2 separate regions of the Gossypium arboreum genome follow, and region 1 is linked to region 2. The links are chromatin contacts, called in public Hi-C maps. All regions are on one chromosome and are shown on one strand. The core of a region is the stretch at or near the end of the contact, and the rest is flanking DNA. Distances in the headings are between cores, read along the strand shown.

Evidence for each region. Hi-C and Micro-C count contacts between places; a contact is called where the count stands out from the background.
Region 1: a contact with region 2 is called in a Hi-C map of leaf, with 2.7 times the contacts expected there. The contact joins the promoter of LOC108454067 here to the promoter of LOC108464759 in region 2. A contact is called at or near these places in 2 of 5 Hi-C or Micro-C datasets (both in leaf).

What each region holds. Positions count from the first base shown.
Region 1 is chr7:39,626,478-39,632,402 of ASM2569848v2, reverse strand. It overlaps LOC108454067 (protein disulfide-isomerase like 2-2-like), which reads left to right and starts at 2,836. Exons shown (of 9, transcript XM_017752377.2): 1 at 2,836-3,205; 2 at 3,667-3,825; 3 at 4,145-4,258; 4 at 4,968-5,125. The coding sequence starts at 3,077.
Region 2 is chr7:39,379,256-39,385,184 of ASM2569848v2, reverse strand. It overlaps LOC108464759 (centromere/kinetochore protein zw10 homolog), which reads right to left and starts at 3,436. Exons shown (of 14, transcript XM_017765032.2): 1 at 2,597-3,436; 2 at 2,301-2,438; 3 at 1,901-2,074; 4 at 1,476-1,637. The coding sequence starts at 3,145.

The DNA of each region.
Region 1 (5,925 bases), core at 1,587-4,086, 250 kb before region 2:
AAGCTTTATCGAGCTACCGGGACTCCGAAAACGTAAAGAACATTAAAAACGGGGCTTGGAATCACTTACTATGGAGCTTGAAAGCTTGAAACAAACCCTAGCTATGGAGAACCCTTGAAATTTCGTGCTAATGAAGAAGATGATGAATTTTGTGTTATTTTTCCCTTTTTATTTCATTTAATATCTAAATGACCAAAATGCCCTTCCTTATTAAACTTTCAAAAATTCCATCCATGTCCTATTTTGTCCATGAACTTATAAATTGGTCAAATTGTTATTTAAACCCTCCTAATTAATATTCCAAAGCAATTTCATACTAAAAACTTCTAGAATGTAAGTTTTGCAAATTATTTGATTTAGTCCCTAATCTCAACTTAAGCACTTTATGCATAGAATTTCATCACGAAATTTTCACACAATATGCAATCATATCATGAACCTAAAAATAATAATAAAATAAATTTTTCTACCTCAAATTTGTGGTTTAGCAACCACTGTTCCGTTTAGGCCCTATTTTAGGATGTTACAGTCATTTTGCCAAAGTCTAGGGGCAAAATGGTCATTTTACCAAGAATGTGAATTTTTGATTTCTTAATTATATTTAGTGATTAAATGAGTGTATTTTGCTATTATAGATCAGGAATTGCCAAATCTGACCCTAGACCGGGTAGCGAGTAGATTAATTGACGAGTCGTCTACATTTTGTAATCCGAAGTAAGTTGTATGTAAATAAAAGAACTACATTTCTACTATGTATGTTCGAATTGTTATTGAATAGATATAGCATGGATTGCTTGATTGTGGGATTGAGAATGTGTAATGATCATTGAGATAGTAGAGTCTTCATTGGGACCTTAGGAAGTAAACTGGATATGCATACCGTAACATTTGGGTCATGCATGTGAGCTAGTGTAAGACATGTATGGGACATGCATCGGCTACGAGATGTGTTAGTGTAAGACCATGTTTGGGACATGGCATCAGCACGGATATGTGAAAGCCAATGTAAGACCATGTCTGGGACATGGCATTAGCATCTTTCCCATGTTTGAGGCTTAATGAATATCTGGTGATACTCCGAATGGTTCAATGGTGAATGTTATGTTTTTTGAGCTAATGAGGAAAGTATAACAGTGTTGTGAATGATACAGATACCTAATTAGTATGTATAAGATATGAGCTCAATATATATATAAAATGTGACTTGGATGCAATCAGGTGAGTAAGTTACACCTATGCCTACTTTGGTGTTAAGAGCATGTTGGTTATAAATAAATGTTGTAGTATACTTATTTATATGCAATTTACTAAGCTTTATGCTTACTCCCTTTCCTTTCATTTTTCTTTCAGTGCTGCCTAACTAGTTCAAGGATCACCAGAAGTCAGAGATATTGATCTCACTATCCACCGAAACATTCGGTATAGTTGGATTTATATTTTTGAATATGGCATGTATAGGGTTAAGACTTATTATTTTGAGTCTTTGAGATTTGGCCGAATGTGTTGGCTTGGGATAGATCCCACACTTAGTTTTGAGTCATGAATAATGGCTAATAATTATTTTGAGTTTATAAAAGGTGCATCTTAATGGTTGAATGAATGCCTATTGTGGCTGATTTGATTATGAAATCTATGCTTGTTTTGGTATTGGTGGCATTTGCATGAAATTAGGTATGCAAGGGTGGCAATGAGGCTTGGTAAATAGCCTTATATTGTCCATGGGCGTGTGATAATATGGGAATGCTGATGTCAGAAATAGAATACCCAAGTTTTTGCACATGGCCTAAGGCACGGGGGTGTCGTGGCCGTGTGGGGGACACGGGGCCATTGACACGGGCGTGTGTCTGGCCGTGTAAAAACCCCTGTAGGTGTGAAGTAGAATTTAATTCCACACGGGTATGTTACTCTTCCACATGGGCCTGTTAACCTTCCACACAGGCGTGTGCCCTGTTTTAAAGGCAAATTTCTTAGGGTCGAATTAAAGACCTGGAAGGGTTTCGAATATTTTTCAACGGTCGATTTGGGGCTCATAGGCTCATAACAATAAGTTTAAGGTAGAAGTTGAAGAAGTTTTATCTTGAACCGAGTCTCGGTGACTTGAGGTTATTCGAATGCATGAGATCAAATTAGGTAATGTCTTGTACTTCGCCCCGGCGTGGGTTACGGGTATAGGGTGTTACACCTCATGACCTCGTAAATATTAATTATTAACGGGCTGACATGTTGAAATTGTGGTCCCGAAACTACTGTTTCCAATACCACTGAGAAACAGGATATTACAATTCATAGTAATGTTTTTCCATCTTCATCAAACAATAAGGCAATAAATTCTACACATATTACTATTTATCAATTACATCAAAACTCAACAATGGTAGGTGTCAATGTAATCCTCCAAATATTTATAAAGAAAAATAGTAATTTTATTTTTTACATTCTTTAGGTTCAAACTAATTAGACCTGTTCAAGGGTCGGGTTACTTGCCCGAAGGCTCAATCAATTTGAGGGGATTTTAGTAAAAATATTAGGTTTTTGAAAAATGAGCTTCTAAAAAAAGTTAGACTTGTTTAAAATATGGGTCAAGTTCGAGCTCAAGCATTCAAGGCTCGAGCCCAATCCAACCCTTTTTCGATGTTTGTAGTGCATATTATTATGTTATTTGTATATATTATGTAAATTATTAAACATAAAAAGTAAATATATAATAATATATAATACAATAATGTAAACATATTAAAAAATTAAGTTGCTATATATAATTTAAAAAAAATATAAATATTAAATTGAAATATTAAATTTACCGTTTATACTTTAACCAAATTTCAAACTCACATTCGGAGAGGAATCGATGGTTGGGACTGACCCGGCCCGGCGATAGAAATCTACGTGCCTCCTATAAATGAAAGCGTGGAGAAATGATGTGTTTGAATCTCATTGGCGAGCAGAGCGGAAGCTGTGCCAGACGAAGTGGTTTCACTCTACACGGTATCGAGCGGTTTAAGCTCCGAGAAAGATTCAATCTGGGCGAGAGAGGAAGTTTACAAATTGCCGAGAAAGTGACGGGAAAATAAGAAAAATGCCTAGACCGAAATCACCGGTGTCAATAGCTTTATCGTTTCTCTTCACATTCTTCAGCATCTCAAACGCTTTTTACGGACCGTCGTCGCCAGTGCTTCAGCTTACTCCTTCTAATTTCAAGTCCAAGGTAAATCCGTTATCCTTCGCCATTCAATTATCGTAAAGAAGTGGAAGAAAATAAACCAAAAGACGGAAGGGGATCAGGATTTGTGTTCAGTTAAATGAAATGAAATGCCTCGTGTTTCTGGATCACAAGATTGAAGAACTTAAATACAATTAGAAAGGAGTTAATACTTTAGAATTTTGTCACTTAATTAGGATTTTGTGACAAAACTACCTTTATTTTTTAAAATATTAAGAATTAGGTCATTTCTCAGGCTAAGAGAAATGATTCAATATTTTCAATATTCAAGTTTTCTATTTTTTTTACCTTTTTTGTTTGAATTCGAGCAATGATCTTTAATTCTCGTTGCCAAATCACCTATACCTTGGATTTGGTTTTTGCTATTTCTTTAATATTTGAAGAAGGAAAGAGTCAAGCTTGTCGAGGAGAATACCTTACTGATAGAGATTTTTGAATTGTTTTAGGTTTTAAATTCGAATGGAGTTGTTTTGGTTGAGTTCTTTGCGCCTTGGTGTGGCCATTGTCAAGCTCTAACACCTACATGGGAGAAGGCTGCCAATGTTTTGAATGGAGTTGCTACTGTGGCTGCTCTTGATGCTGATGCTCACCAGTCCCTTGCAGAGGTTTGGGGAGTTTCAAATCTTTCAAGTTTTAACCATGCTTTGTCCTTAAATATAAGATGTAATCTACGTTTTACTTTGTTGGTCTGCAGAGTTCTTTGTGATGTCTAAACTACTTTTGCATTTTCTTCCCTTGATTAGGGCTGTTCTTTTCTTTTTTCGCCTTGCTGAAAATTTTAAATGTAGAAATGATATGAAACCTTAGGCATATTGCAATTTGGATGGGATTCTCTGTTTCGTATAATCATCTAGTATCTGATTTGAAATTCTTTTGTCACTTCTAATTTATGTGCTTATAGTCTTTTTTCTGATTGCTACACAGGAATATGGGATTAGAGGGTTTCCGACAATAAAGGTGTTTGCACCTGGAAAGCCTCCAGTAGATTATCAGGGAGCAAGGGATGTCAAACCTATTGCAGAATTTGCCCTCCAGCAGGTCTGCTGCAGTATGTTGATTGATTGAAGAATCATGATTTTATTGGATCATATATATGTTGTGGCAGGATGATAATGTTATTCAATTCAAATCTTTTACTTTTTTAAAATAATTTGCATCTATCAAAAAAGACAGAATTGGTTTTGTGGTGGTAATGATCTGCATTAGTGTGTAATTTCACTTTAAGAAAAGAACTACTGACATTTGACAAGATGCTGCTGATGGCGAATATTTAGTAATAGTTGAATTTGATGTGCCATGCAACTGCTACTATGTCTTTTTCCCTATCTATTTGCATTGCATATGTATATGGAAAAGCATATGGAAAATTGAACAATACCTTTGTCACTTCTCAGACACATTCCCTCAGCCTACTGCTTGAATCTGATTCCAATCTACCCATGTCATATGCCTGCTTGTTTAGTAGAAATTCTCATTGGTACTAATTTCATGAGACTATGTAGGAAAAAAATGTGTTTATATATCTATGGTGGGTGCCATACATGTATAAGTTGTGCCTATATATCTAAATATGTCTCACGGTGCCATTTTGGCTGTCTATTATGCTGATCTGTCTATTATGGACTAAGAATATGAAGCTCATTTTTAAAAAGTTTAAAAGTGAAGTGCATGTGTATCACTTTTATACTATTAAACGTTCTTTCTATGACATGAGTTGAACTATTACTAACTATTATGTATTATACAGGTAAAAGCCCTCTTGAAAGACCGTTTGGCTGGGAAAGCTTCTGAAGGATCCGGTGAGAAATCTCAACCCAGTGCATCAGTAGAATTAAATTCCCGCAACTTTGATGAATTGGTGCTCAAAAGTAAAGAACTTTGGCTTGTGGAGTTTTTTGCACCTTGGTAAGCATGTTAATTATTAATCTAACACACATCAAAGCACAATGCTTCACTAGCATCTCTGACTAGGAATGCCAATGGATTATTAAAATTGGATATCCTGCACTATTCAATCTCTTTGTTTTTTTTTCCAGATTTGGATAATCTAGAATTGGTTAGTTTCAGATTTGGATAGGATATTACTATCATGTTGGATTCAGATGGCAGCCTTTAGATATCTGATATCTGAACCATGAAAAGTAATTGGATTCAGATAGGGATACATAAAAAGCAGTAAATACCTGATCCGTTGTCATCCATGATCACGGTAGACACGCATGCATGCAACTGCAAGTTTGAAATGTTGTTTATGTTTCTTGTGATGTAAACATATTTTGATCCTTTGTTTGTTGTCAAGGCTTTTTATGTTTGATTTTCTTTTAAAAAAAGAATGCTAAAAAGAAAAGAATAGTATTTATATGGTTGGGGTAAGGAGAGGGAAACGAAAGGGAAAATAAGGGAAAGGAAGAATCTTTCCCTTGTTTGGATCGGTATATTTGTTTTAAGCAAGGGAAAGTAAGGGAAATTGAGTATCCCTTACTTTCCTTTAAAATACTTAGTTTTCATTTACCCCAGTTTGGGGTAAAAACTAGAGTAAGGAAACGAAAAGGATTTTTTAAGATGTAAATTTTTTTTTATCTTCATTTTCTATATAAATTATTTTATAAAGGGTCATAATTGTAAAAAAAATCATAATAAATCTTTTCCTTTCCTTTCCACAGGTTAACCAGACAAAGATTATTAACATTACTTTACTTTCTTTT
Region 2 (5,929 bases), core at 2,187-4,686:
ACACCTTTACCAATAATTAAGCTTCACAGATCTAAAGAAATTAATGTCGATCTCCAGAGTATATTAGTAAAACTGACTATATTAGCCAAAATTAAATACTATAGAATGATGAAAATAAAAGGCAACAGATAATCTATAATATGTATATATATAAGCAGTAAATTCGAGAAACTTTTTAACTGAAGAAAATGGAGATTTATATTCATTATTCTATACTGCCATTTTAATTTTTATTAGAAATACTGAAATAATTATAAGATTTATCCAAATTATGACAAAGTACTCTACTTCCATCTAAAAACTGAAAAACTATTTGATTAAAGAAAACAGATAAAGTTTACAACCCCTACATGTAAAGGTTATTAATTTCAAATATTAGAACAATATAAAACTATCTATTCAATATCAAATTATTAATTTAAAATCAAAAGAAAGAAAATATTATTCATATCCTAGGCACGTAAAAGTAAATACTAGATAATAAAAGAGAGGTTATACAGATAAATCATAATTTATGCTAGGGCTATAGCAAGGTTTAAACCTTGACCTTTGAGTACAAATAAACCCTGATCCTAATTAGTGTTAGTCATTAAATGACTAAGTAAGAAAAACTAACAACAAAACAACCCACCATAAAACTAGAATAAATAAGAGGAAATAAATTTATATATAGACATGAATATATGAACTAATCATACAGACATTTCGGATGTCCCAAGATGTAAGGTTTCATCAATGATAACCTTTGTTTGTACCCTTTGATGCTAAATACAAAATATTAGCCATCTCATCTCTTTAAGGTACAAAATAATGCCTGCAAAACTAGCCATGCTAAATTCTTAAAGGTGGAATTAAAAGATGAGTCAGCAGCTAAATCAAAGGTCATACAACTTTTGTACCTGAAGTCCCTAATAAAAGTCACCGATTTGTTTGCAGCACTACCAAAATTCATGCTCTAAATACTACATGATATGTTATCTCAGATGTCTGGAAGTGAATGATTTCATCAATAATAACCTTTGATAGTACCATTTGATGCTAAATACTAAATATTAGCCATCTCATCTCTTTAATGCACAAACTAATTCCTGCAAACCCGAGCTCAAAATTCTTAAAGGCAGATTAAAAAGATGATCCAGCAGCTAAATCGAAGGTCATACAAGCTTGTACCCTGAGCTGTCCCTACTAAAATGTCACCAATTTGTTTGCAACACTACCAAAATACAAGCTCTAGATGCAACATACACGATATGTTATTGGTTGTTCCATATTTACAACTTGTATAGATTCACTGCATGACTACTTAATACGAAAAAAGAGGCATAAATTAAAAGATGTCAAAGAAACAACAATTCATTCACTACGAGAATATCATAGAAGTCAATTACGGACATCTATTCACAGGTATTCAGAATTCCGCAAGCAAAGTAGAACAGAAAGCATATTTTTTTAAGTCAACCATTAGAAGAACAAACCTTTGAAAGAAACTTTGAGATGATAATATCTGATATCCTTGGCCAAGTTAACCTTCCAAAAGAACGAATCCATGAACCATTCTCAAAGCATATATGCTTGAAAATAAACTTGATGACTTGAATAACTCTTGCATAGATAGCATCTCCATCCACATCTACAATCTGAACATTACAGAGGATATGTTTGACGCTGTCCATGAATTGCTTTCAAGAAAAATGCTTGACGCTGATGAACTAGAATCTTACCATCTATGTGATCCATGTTAGAAGGAATTGTTGTACATAAAGAAAGCAACTGGTAATACAATTTCATGTTCCAAAGAACATATCAGCCAGCTTTATTTTCTGAAACTATGTCCTAATTAGTTAAACCTAGTGTGGCAAGTAGCAACCAAGGATTTGGAATCTCAGTAGAGAGCACACACCTTGCAATCTTGTGAAGGTAATATCTTCAGTACTGTTTCTGAGATTCCTTCGGAACCTTGATTTACATCTTCTGCAAACATTACAGGTGATCCATAGCTTACAGCTGGAGTGATGGCATGCTTAATTATCAAGTCAGCTGCTTTAGCAAGACAATAATCCAGAATTCCAGCAACCTAAAAAAACATTATCATATCATCATCACGACATACTAACAACAATGTAACAGGACTAATTGACCACCAAAACCTTAGACACTTAACTGATAGCAGACGATTTTCAATGCTACCTACCTATGTTCATCATAGGTCCATCATGGAAACAAAATAATAAAAACTTGTCCTGATATAAGATTTAGTTGGTCCATTCTTTAAGCAAAAGGAACATAATAGAAAAACTTACATCCATTGCTTCCATGACCGTATGAAGTTCAATCCCATCCATTTTATCAACACATAATTTGTATTTCACTCTAATTGTTCTAGAATCCTGCTCGAACCGAACTGCATTTTCCATGAACTTGGAAAACAAGTCTTGCATCTACAAACCCAAATCATTCCTCTAAAAAAACAAATCACCAATAAAATGAATAATACCAAAAAAGAATTAAAGAGAGAGACCAAAACATTAAACGTGAAAAATTCATCTATCCACTCTTCTTAGTTTGCCGCTTTCTCAGTAACCAAACATAAACTTACCTCATCGAAAAAATCCGCCCACTGTTTCCGCAGCAAACCATACACGATAGGCTCTCCTTCTTCTTCATCGCCAATCCTCAAAGCCTTCTTCAACTCTTTAACTTCCTCGGCGGCAAATCTGAGTCGTCCATCACTAAAAGCTGATCTGGCGCCTTCTAACCTCTCGCAGATCCCTACGATTATCTTCAACAACCCTAACATCTCCCTCTTTTCCCTAGCCTCCTTCGTTGTCCTCCCAATCTCATCAACCAACTTACGGATCTCGACATCGATGGGGCGGTCGGAGATCAACGAAAGAATACCGGAGACGTTGTCAGAGATTTCGTTAGTCTTGAAAACGGCATCGTTGCACTGGGAGAAGAGTGAGGCAAAGTCTTCGCGGTGAGAAAGGAGGTAAGAACGGACTTTTGATTTGATATGAAGAGAGTGGGATTCGAGGCGGCCGATGATGAGGCGGAGATCCGGTGCGGATAGTGGCGTCGAAGGGTCCGAGAGGTCGTGACCGGAGAGAAGATCGCGGACGTTGATTCGGTCAAAGAGTGGGTCCATGTCAGAGGATCTGATGGAATAACGGTTGTGGTAGGGTGCTGGAGAGGGTTTCAAGGGTTAGCCTGGGAACAGATTATTTAAGCCTGGAAGAGACTAACGTACGCCGATACCGCTTACTTAAGTTTGTTTGGTCTAATCTAATCTACGTTTGTCCGGTTTGGTTATTAAAATCCAAACGCAATGGCCTAAGCCCTTTTTCCCTAACTGCCTACCAACTGCCACTTCCGGTCCTCCTACACTGGCTCGGAGATTTTAATGATGTCAAACAGTTTCAATATCCGTACTACTTTTTATATCTTAAATCAAAATTGTCATTTTATAATTAAAGTGATTTGTGATTTGAAGATTTGATCCATTGCAGGGGTTGTTGAATAATATATGGTATTAAAAATATTGCACTAATATTTTCGATTTATCTAGAATATTAATTTTTTAACTAGCAAATATATCTGCGTTTGTTTAAATCGAGTAAAAAATTTTCGAGTTAATGATTTTTATTTTATCATCTTAATTCAATTTAATTTTATTTTTAAATCGATACAAGTGAAATAAAATTTGAGTCAAGTGAAATTATTCTAGTTAAATTAAAAAAGTAATGTCTTAAGTGGGAGAGAGTTAGAACATCCCGAAATAGGGCTTGAAAGTTTTGGCCTCACAAGAGAGGGTTCGCCTGTTTCGACGAACTAGGGGTTTGTCGGTTGATTTGGTGAGCTAGTATTTGCCAAAAGAGTATCAACAAGGATTTCACCAATATTTTGGCGAATTGGTGCATGTCAAATGATGCAAAAAGGGGAATTCATCAGATTCATTGTAAGTTAAGTTCGCCAGTCAATTTGGCATACTAGGGTTTGTCAATTGAGTTGCGAACTAGGGGTTTGCTAGTTGAGTTGCAAACTGGGGTTCGCCAGTCAAAAGTCGAGACAGACTAAAATTAGGAAATAAAGATATTATGTATCTAGGATACTTTTCGTGCACATAACTCTTTTCCTAAGTCAAATAGGATATCCTAAGATTGGTAGGACACTTAGTGTCTATAAATACAACCCTTATTCCATGAAAATTCTCTTATCGAATATTATGTTGTCAAGTCTCTGTTGTAAACCAAGTTTGTAGCAACCAACGTAAGCTTTTGTTCTATTAGGATGGATTGTCCAGAAAGGTAAGTTTGCATGTTGCGAACTAGCCGGACCATTTACAAAAGTTACACTAAAATTTAAAGCTACATTAATTTTTTACATCAGTGTAAGTGAATCTCGTCTCATTATTATTTTTTTGTTTATCTATACTATTTATAAAGCCTTTTATTAAATCGATGTCACCAATCAACCATGTCACAACTCAATTAGAGAATTACCAAAAAGTTATTTTATTTGTAAATTAAATTATATGATATATGCATGTTTTTGTTTTTCATTTTCATATAAATTAATAAGATAGATAATGAAACTTGAACAAAAAACATCATATATATAATGTCGAAACCCTTTTTAGAAATTGATATTTTATTTTAAAAAAAAGATGGAGTCGCGACCAATCCTTTTTATTCGGAATGATTGGATCACCTCGATATTTAATCATTTTAATAAAAGGTTAATTTTACTAAAACGATGATTTTCGGTCTACAAAATCTGAGAAATAAGTTCTAGAGTCGATTACATATGAGGAAGGATTAGCACACTCATAACGCCCAAATTTGGTACCTAGTTGATTACTTGGTGTCTTAGCATCAAAAATGGAGAATTTGAAGAGGATTTAAAACATGATCCTTTCACGCAATGTTATTTGATAGTATTGAAAATGTCTCTATCTAAATTGAATTTTTAGCTAAATTGAATTTTTAGTGAGGAGGTTTTTTCATTTAGGGTCGACCAAAACGAAAAGTCATGTCTTGTAAGTTGGGGCACAAAATCTCAAATAAGAACACTCACCATTTAATTATTTCCAAAATCTTATATATTTTTAATTAATTTTTTTTAAAAAGAGGGATGTTCGATTATTTCGATTCAAGAAGAAAATCATACCCCATAAGTTAGGGGCACAATTTCTCGAATCCTCAAAATAAAGAACATTGCATTGATTCAAATTATCAAATATACGTCGTATAAAAATGAACACAACATTTAATGCAATATGTGATTAATTTATTCAAGTGTTGGTATAAAAATGAATGAATATTTAAACGTGTTGTGTAATATGGTAGTGGCAAAAATAAAATAACTTACGTGGGTAAAAGCAATGATAATAAAATAATAATAAAAAGTAGTAGTGGGAAAAATTTTAGTCGATTAATAATACTACTTAATAATGGTAATAATAGTAAAATAATCAGAGAAAGCATGATAATGCTATGATCATGATTGTGTAGTATTAGCAATGACAAAATGTTAAGCATGATAATGCTATGATCATGATTGTGTAATATTAGCAATGACAAAATGTTAAACGTAAAACATTAATTAGCAATAATAATCATTTAACAACAACGTCAACATTTAAAAATTAAAAACTAAAATGAAATGATCATGAACCTTAAGGATAAAAATGCAAGTTACGCAAATTAAAGGGTAGAAATATAAATAAGGAGATTAAAAGTGTTGGAAATTAAATAACAGAAAGTAAGAGGGTGAGATTAAATAAACAATGGATTAAATTGAAACCATAACGAAATTTTAGGGCATAAATAAATAAAACCATAAATTAAGGTTCAGATTAAAAATGTAATAAAGTGCAGGGACCAAAAGGGAAAATAACCCAAACCCAGCACATTTCATTCCCCAAAGGGTC